Regions from separate parts of the Mus musculus genome. Here region 1 is linked to region 2. Evidence: chromatin contacts called from public Hi-C data. All regions are on one chromosome and are shown on one strand. Each heading gives the region's core, a stretch centred on a gene start, on an enhancer-like site or on the middle of the called end of the contact. The rest is flanking DNA. Distances are from core to core; before and after follow the strand shown. Region 1 has its middle 91 kb from the start of 4930414F18Rik. Region 2 overlaps Gm45919 (a long non-coding RNA gene).

Region 1 (4,010 bases), core at 527-3,026, 290 kb after region 2:
TGAAATTCTCAAATGCTTCCTCCATGCTCAGACCTCCAGCAGGCACACTGTTGAAGCTATATAAATATTCATGGGAAGAATGAATGACCAGATGTCTTCCACAGTAGGCAGAGCTAGCTGACAAACACCTTCAGTGGTAAACAGTCTATTTCAACCCAGGGTTCTGTAATGGGAACTTCCAAGAGATCTCTCCTTCCTCGGTGGTAAGCACATACCACGCAACTCTGATCAATGATCATCAAAACTGGCATACGGAGGAGAGTTCAGCAGGGCTTACAGTTATGCTACACAGTATGTTGCGATCACTTTAAGGGGAACAGATACAAGGAAAGGAAGTGTTCATTGCCAGCAAAAAGGGGATATCCCAGTTTAGGGAAATGCTCTACCTTACAGTGTTTCTGGACAAAATGAAGCAAAGAACAAACGGGCGACAACAGGTATATGATGGAGATTCAGGCTCACATTCCTCCGTACTCTTTCTCTTCCTACTTTGAAAGACAGGCTTCTAGACTGAACCTTCAGCAGCTCAAAGGGTATACAGCACTGTGTATCTGATAAATCTCCACCCTCGGCCTTTGGGGAGAACAGAGGAGGTGTTTGGGGTAGATGGTGAAATGCCACATAGTCATCTTCGAAAATAGCAAGAACACAGATGGGTGCATATCAAATGTGCCTCAAGCACATGACTGGGCCACCTCCCTTCTCACCCAGCCAAACATCCATCTTTTAAAAGCTGCCAAATATAATTGTCCCCTGACAGCTTTCCACCTCCCGGCTGGGGAGAGAGGGTCTTGAAGGCCATCTGAATGTTGAGATACTTCTAGAAGGACCTTGGAATATCATGAGTTGTCTGCCTTTAAAAACAAACTGCTGTATAGAAGACCTCTATTTATCTGGGGAGGCCGTTAGAGATGGGTGATGAAATGGGGGTACACAAGAGAAGCATAAGGGAGCAGAGGCTGTTGGTCACAATGTCAGGTTAGAATAGATAAGGATGCTGCATGGAGAGCCTGGCACGAGGAAGAGAATGAGGAGGATGAAGTGTCGTCTCAGTCAGGGTTTCTATTCCTGCACAAACATCATGACCAAGAAGCAAGTCGGGGAGGAAAGGGTTTATTCAGCTTACATTTTTCCACATTGCTGCTGATCACCAAAGAAAGTCAAGACTGGAACTCAAACAAGTCAGAAAGCAGGAGCTGATGCAGAGGCCATGGAGGGATGTTCTTTACTGGCTTGCTTCCCCTGGCTTGCTCAGCCTGCTCTCTTATAGAACCCAAGACTACCAGCCCAGAGATGGTCCCACCCACAATGGGATCTTCCCCCTTGATCACTAACTGAGAAAATGCCTTACAGTTGGATCTCATGGAGGCATTTTCCCAACTGAAGCTCCTTTCTCTGTGATAACTCCAGCTTGTGTCAAGTTGACACACAAAACAAGCCAGTACAAGGGCAAAAGGAAGAAGAGGAAAAAGTGAAGAGGAGGGGGATTGAGGGGAGAAGGAAGGGTGTGTTGGTGGGTGCATATTGGGAGAGTGGAGCTAGAATACCATCTCCCCACTCCTTACCATAGAACTGAGAAGATATAAACTTTCTATTACCAGACCCCCACACTCTGCTCACAGCAAGATATTAATTCTTTCTAGCTCAGGTACTCATCGAAGCCCTTCCTGGATCATTTTCAAGCAGCACATTCTCAAAAGGCCCCGTCCTTTGTGAACAGCCTTCTAGGAACTCCGCCTGCCCCCCAAGCTAGGAGGAAAGAACTCTCCTTTGGGTAAATGCGTTGCCCACACAGAAGCAACACAGCCCCCAGCACTGAGATTCTACCAGGCTTTGTAATTAAATCCTCCCTTGAATCCAAAAGCACTTCAGGATTTTTCAAAACCTGGATCGTGGACAAAAAAAAAATCTAATTTTGGAAATCAAGAGGCAGACGCAGCCGAGCTTGCTTTGTGCATAAGCAACATCCACTTCGGAGGACAGGAGCTCTGTGACAGGAATCCTAGGAGAAGCGGGCTCCATCAATTATCTCCACTCCCACACAAATAGAACAAATACAGATTATAATAATTTTAAATCCCAGTTACTTATTCTCTTGATTTAAAAACAAAAGGCACTTACAAAGAAATGACTAAACAAGAATAGAAATACAAATTTTTAACTGAGATACCTCTTAGTATCTCTCTCACACACTCTCTCTCTTTCTCTCTCTCTCTCTTTCTGTGTGTGTGTGTGTGTGTGTGTGTGTGTGTGTAGGGCACATATGCACATGTCTGCATGTGTGTGGAAGCCATAGGTGATGTTATCATGCACACGCTTCCTTTTTTTTTTTTTTTTTTTTTAAACAAGGTCTCACTATGTAGCCCTGGTTGGCCTAGAACTTGCTGTATGGACCAGACTGTTCTCAATTCACACAGATCTGCCTGCCTCTGCCTCCTAAGAGCCGGGATTAAAGGCATGGGCCACAAAGCCCGATTGTCATTTTAGTTCTTGATCTAAGGTTTCTCACCAGCCTAGATCTCTCCCAGTAGTCTGACTGACCAGCAGCAGTAGAAATGCCTGTCCTTCCCATCCTACACTGGGAATGCACGCTCACACCATCCTACACTAGGAATGCACGCTCACACCATCCTACACTGGGAATGCACACTCACACCATCCTACATTGTAATGTACGCTCACACCATCCTACACTGGGAATGCACGCTCACACCATCCTACACTGGGAATGCCTGCTCACACCATCCTACACTGGGAATGCACGCTCACACCAACTGTGCCTGGCTCTGTTTTATGTGATTCTAGAGATGAACGCAGACCTTCAAGCTTATCAAGCAAGCCCTTTACTGACTGAACTATTGCCCCAGCCCTAACTTTTTCTCTTTATATTATCTTTTAGAACATTTTCCCAAACTTTACACAATAAGCAGATGTTTATTATTATAACTTTATCGACTGATTTTATCTTAAACTCCAGTTATTTGAACTATCTACATGTGAGTTACGTTATTAACAAATATTTATGAACCACCCACTGTAAGCTTTATCTGTGTTGGCCAACTATATAGTGTGAGCACTGCTGACCACCTTACAAATAAAGTTTTATTGGGATTCAGTCAGCTTGTTTGCTTATGTGATGGCTATTTCTGTACTAGAAGAACTATGTCATCACAACAGAGATACAGTGACCCACAACACTCTTGCCAGATATTTTCATTGGTCCCTGAGTTGTATGAAAGGCTCATCAAGTGACAGAAATAAGCAAACACAAGAATAGTGTGCATAGCTCAGGGGGTGCATCTTTGGGGTTCCATACTTCTAACACAACTGTGCTGCCGAAGTTGTAGGAAATATAAGATCACTTATTGTATTCATGGTTTGGTTCTCTGCCTAGAATAGGGTTCTTGATGTTCCAAGGAATGTAAAGCCCCACGTCTAGCTGGTACCTTTTCCCCAGCCCCCAGCACTTCACATGTGGTCAGGCACTCAGAGAGCTCTGGCACCAAGCATGGCTATATTCCAATAAAGCTTTAACTATAAAATGGGGCCATGACTCCGACTGTATTCTCAAGGCTATTCAAATCAGTTACCTTTCCTTGCCTTTAAGAATCTAGCATCTCTGGGTGACTTGGTGCTTAAGAGTTCTGACTGCTCTTCCAGAGGTCCTGAGTTCAATTCCCAGAAACTACATGGTGGCTCACAACCATCTGTAATGGGATCTGGTGCCCTCTTCTGGTGTGTCTGAGACAGTGATAGTGTACTCATATACATAAAATAAATAATTCTTTTTTAAAAAATGGATCCAGCATCTCTTACATAAAGCCAATAAAAACTACAGATCTGAGAATTTAATATACTTCTCTGCATTTACCTGAAATAGCTAATTTTGGACCGTTTGAAACTGGGAGTTCAGATATGTGCCACCAAAGGCCCATAATTCCTTCCTAAACTCAAGCATCATCTAGTTTCACGACAGAGAATGACTAGTAAGAATTTCATAACAAACATAT
Region 2 (4,170 bases), core at 1,311-3,810:
ACAGCATACAACACCACCACAACACCCACAAAACTCCAAGGCAAAAAGACTAAGGTCATCTTAGTAAGCAGCAGTCAATTTTATAAAATAAATGCTCATCCCTCACTAAAACCAAGTGCAACTGGAATTTGTAAGCATCCACAGACGGGGACCACATCTCAGAGAGAGACATGTCATAGGTTTTAGTGAGACAAGGTGCTTAGCAGTGTCTGTATCATGGGCTAATGGATCATAAAAGGGTAGTAAGGAAAAGTCTCACCACTTGATGGTACAGTGGTCTGCTTGGAAAAGAACTAAATTGGGAAAGGGATGGAAGCATGAAGAACATTCTGAAGGTGGTGTGCTGAAAAATCAATGGAACTATAGTGTCCGCCATACTTAAAATACAACAGTTAGAAAAAATTAATTCCATTCACACTGTTGACAAAGTAGAAATTAAACTGTCAAACTTAGGGGGAAGCACACACAGATCTGCAGAGGCAATCCTAGCACAGGGTTTCATGTGAAGCTTGGAAGAGCTTAGGGCCATTCTCTTGAAGGCTTTTGCTGGGTTGGGAATTGGCTGTGAGGTAGTGTTTTCCCAGCATGCCCTGAGGCCTTGGGTTTGATTGCGCATGCGTTAAAAGCTAAATTCCTTTCCCTAAATTAGCGAATGCACTTCATCAGTGCCAGTTGGGATTCTTAGATTGTTTGAGACTGAAGCAAACCGTTGTAAAGATCATTGAGAAACATGAGACTGACCAAGTGATTCAAGGGAATATGAGGATTTTTATCATTTTAATGCTATGTCCACCCAAATTGGATCTTTAGCAGACAAGTTGATGAAGAAACAAAAGATGCAAAATTAGCAGTAAAGAAAAAGAAACATGTTGCTGCAACCATGAATTAAACAAACCTAATCCAACCAAGTCAAAATATTAAATGCAAGCATATGAATAAAATCACCAAGCAAGTAAAGTTTTTATGAATGAAATGGAAAGAATTTCTCAGCAATGGAAGAAATCATGAAGCAAACTCTTACAACTCTAAACTACAGAAGAATAAACAACATCAGAAGACAGTTCATGTATTTAGCAAAATGTTAAAATTCAGTAGAAACAAATCAACCTGAAGGGACAACTGGGAGAAGAAGAAGCCCAAGGGACAAGTTAAATGAGACTCAAACAAACAGAGGCAAACTCTTAAAGCAACCCTCCAGGATACTGGTTTAGATGTTGCAGGATCAATGGCCTCATTGAGAGCAGTGAGGGGAATCGTAACAAGCCAGTTTGCAACCTGCTTGCAGGGAATACGTTTTGATGCCTTGAAAATATCCCATTTCCTATGTTAAGGTATTTTTCTGGAAACTTTTTTTGATAAGTAGTTCATTTCCCAGGGCTCTCCCACTTAGACTCAGAGAACATCAAAAAAGGGTGGGATTGAAAGGCCATGGCAGCTGAAGGATGGGGAAGCATGCAACACATCAGGGACGGGGTCAGGTGGATGTGGCAAGGCCATCACAGTAGTCAATACACAGCAGCTGAGGCTGCACGCAGAGTCTGGGGGGAAAACAAAAGGAACAGAGCGATGTGAGGGGAAGCGGGAAGCTAGCTGGCTGTAGGAGAGACAAGATGACAACGGGGCTTTGTGACACCTCTCTTTGTCAACTTGACAGTCTAGAATCACCTGAGAAGGCAGTCTCAGTGAGGAGCTGTCACTGTTGGGTTGGCCTGTGTGCATGTGTGTGAGGGACTGATTTGTCTTAACTGAGTTGACTGATGGGGGAAGATCCAGCCTACTGTGAGCAGCACCTTTCCCTAGGCAGGCACTCCTAAATTGTGTAAGAATGAGGAAATCAAGTCAAGTGTGAGCAAACCATCAAGCGAGCCTCCATTGCCCGCTGCTCTTGACTGTGGGACTGATGTGACTAGACATTTTAAATCTACATGCTTTGACTTCTCTGTAAACATGAACCTGAAACTATAAGCTGAACTATAAATCTTTTCTCCTCTAATTTGCTTTTTGTGAGGTTGTTTTGTCACAGCAGCAGGAATGACACTAGATCAGGGTGTCTGTGACCATGATGCCTTGTTTACAAGTGAAATACTGAGAGCAGTACTAAGGAGACTGCTCTCAGGAAGGTGGGAGACAGCTTCCAAGAGCACTGATCTTTTATTATTCTGCAGAGAAGGAAGGCCTGCCTCACTCAGTACAATGGGGAGACAACACTGCATTCAGGCAGTCTTGCCTTTGCGTGCCCTCATCCTTTGGTTGAGGACCTAACCTTACAAGGGTCTTTGTATTACTTACTTTTCTTGTAACCAAGCACCCGAGAAGCAGCAGTGGGAGGAAGGTGAGGCCATTTGCTTGTGTTTTGAGGGGCCACTGTCCTTCATGGTGGAGAAAACAGGATGGCATGGTCATGGAGTGGTTGGTCACATCCTATCTGCAGACAGCAGAGAAAGATGGGTACCTTTTCCTTTCTATTTAGTCTAGGACTGCAGCCCACAAGATGGTGTTGCCAGGCCCTGGGTGACTCCTCCCTCCTTCCTTAAACATTGCTGGGAACATTCTCATAAATACACCCTGAGTGGGTTTCCATGGTGATTTAAAACCCAGTCAAGTTGACAACCAAGATCATTTATCACAGTATTGCTGCTTTGTTCTCTAGAAATAGAGATGGGTAGGGAGAGGTCTAGCCCAAAGTACTGCCAGGAGCTTTGAGGGTAAGCCTGTCAGATCTAGGTCTGCTGTCTGGGGACTTTTCTCACCAGAAAAGGCACACCTTCCAAACTAGTAGCCAGCCAGTAGCTACGGCAGCAGCTGGATTCCCACTGCCTTAACTCCCTGCCCACACTCAGCCTACCTACTCTAGAGTTGGGTGGAGATGAGAAAGATGCTGTTTGTTAGCTATACTCAGGCTCCAGCTTGGTGTCCCTAACAACCAGCCACCTGCCCCAGAAAGGAAGACAGCACAGCTCTGGCAAGCAAAAGACTTGACTAAATCAATGTTGGTTCAGCTGTGGAATGCAATCACATACAGACTCTAAAAGCAATGTTCTTTTCAAACACATAAAGTGGGTATTTTCTAATATCAAATGGAAGAAAGCCTGTCATAAAATAGCATTAAATAAATACAAATTTATACCTTGGAGGCGCTAGGTAGGAAAGGCTGGCTTTTTTTTCTGGATAGGGTAATGAAGGATTCTTAATTTTTGCCATTTTATATTATATAAATTCTCCATAATATATTTGCACTGCTTTTATAATCAGACCAAAAAAAAAAAAAACCTATGTTATTTTTATAGAAAGCAGAATCTCAGAGGTCACAGTGACTTTGTGCTGTCTGTCCTCTATGAATCTGGAGAAATGAGCTCTTTGATTTTGGCCCAGGGCACTTGGAACATATGAGCACAAACCCACAAGAAGTTTATTCTAGGCAATTCACCATGATTACTCTCAGTGTGATGATTCTCAGACCTTTTGTCCTTGCACAAGGTCAGTCCATCCATCCACCTGCCCACTCATACAAAGCAAGGTCACCAAGAAGAGCCTGGGACTGTTCTGATCATGGCATTCACTTGCAGCCTTGACAAAGCTACAAAGCTATGTCTCAACTGGAAAAGAGTGTTCCTTCACAGGAAAGCAGACATGCAAGCAAGCAGCTGTGGACTAGGACATGGGTAATTGAGGTGTTCACCCAGCCCAGGGGTGTACAGAAGATCCAGAATAAAGTCACTGTGATATCCTTGTAGGGGGATACAATTTGATTTTGGTCATGAAAGATGAAGACCTGGGTGGGCAGGATATTCCAGAAGTGGTAGAGGAATGGTAAGAGGGATAGGGGTAGGTACTATTAGTACCCTAAGAATTGAACGACATAGGAGGATGGACTAGCTAGGATTCGTTGATCATAAATCACAAAAGTTGATTCTAACTTGAGTATGGGGCAGATCCAAAGAGCTCCAGGAGAACTGGGGAAACAGGAAGGCTCAGCAAGCACAGCTGCAGGGAGCTGAGTGGGTTCCATCTGAGCCGCCAGGTCTCAGCCCATGTTTTACTGAAACATCAGTTCCAAGGAGGGAGTTATGTAGCTGACCCTTGGATTGAGGAAGGGCTGCACTTTGAGTGACAGTAGACGATGTTTTCCTGGGATGGGTAAAACCTTCCTATATCAAATCAAACTTGATC

Evidence for each region. Hi-C and Micro-C count contacts between places; a contact is called where the count stands out from the background.
Region 1: a Hi-C map of cortical neurons shows a contact between it and region 2, with 2.0 times the contacts expected there. The contact joins two enhancer-like sites. A contact is called at or near these places in 2 of 484 Hi-C or Micro-C datasets (cortical neurons and forebrain) and 1 of 9 other capture datasets (embryonic stem cells).

The regions. Positions count from the first base shown.
Region 1 is chr16:12,924,280-12,928,289 of GRCm38.p6, forward strand. No RefSeq gene overlaps it. Among named protein-coding and RNA genes, the nearest start is that of 4930414F18Rik, 91 kb to the left of the region's middle. Within about 2 kb of position 1,777, at least 4 of the 459 cell types and tissues checked have an H3K27ac peak or open chromatin away from gene starts, as enhancers often do. A contact at or near this core is called in cortical neurons, where this site is marked.
Region 2 is chr16:12,636,576-12,640,745 of GRCm38.p6, forward strand. All of the region lies in intron 3 of Gm45919 (a long non-coding RNA gene), which reads right to left. Among named protein-coding and RNA genes, the nearest start is that of Gm45919, 46 kb to the right of the region's middle. Within about 2 kb of position 2,561, at least 13 of the 459 cell types and tissues checked have an H3K27ac peak or open chromatin away from gene starts, as enhancers often do. A contact at or near this core is called in cortical neurons, where this site is marked.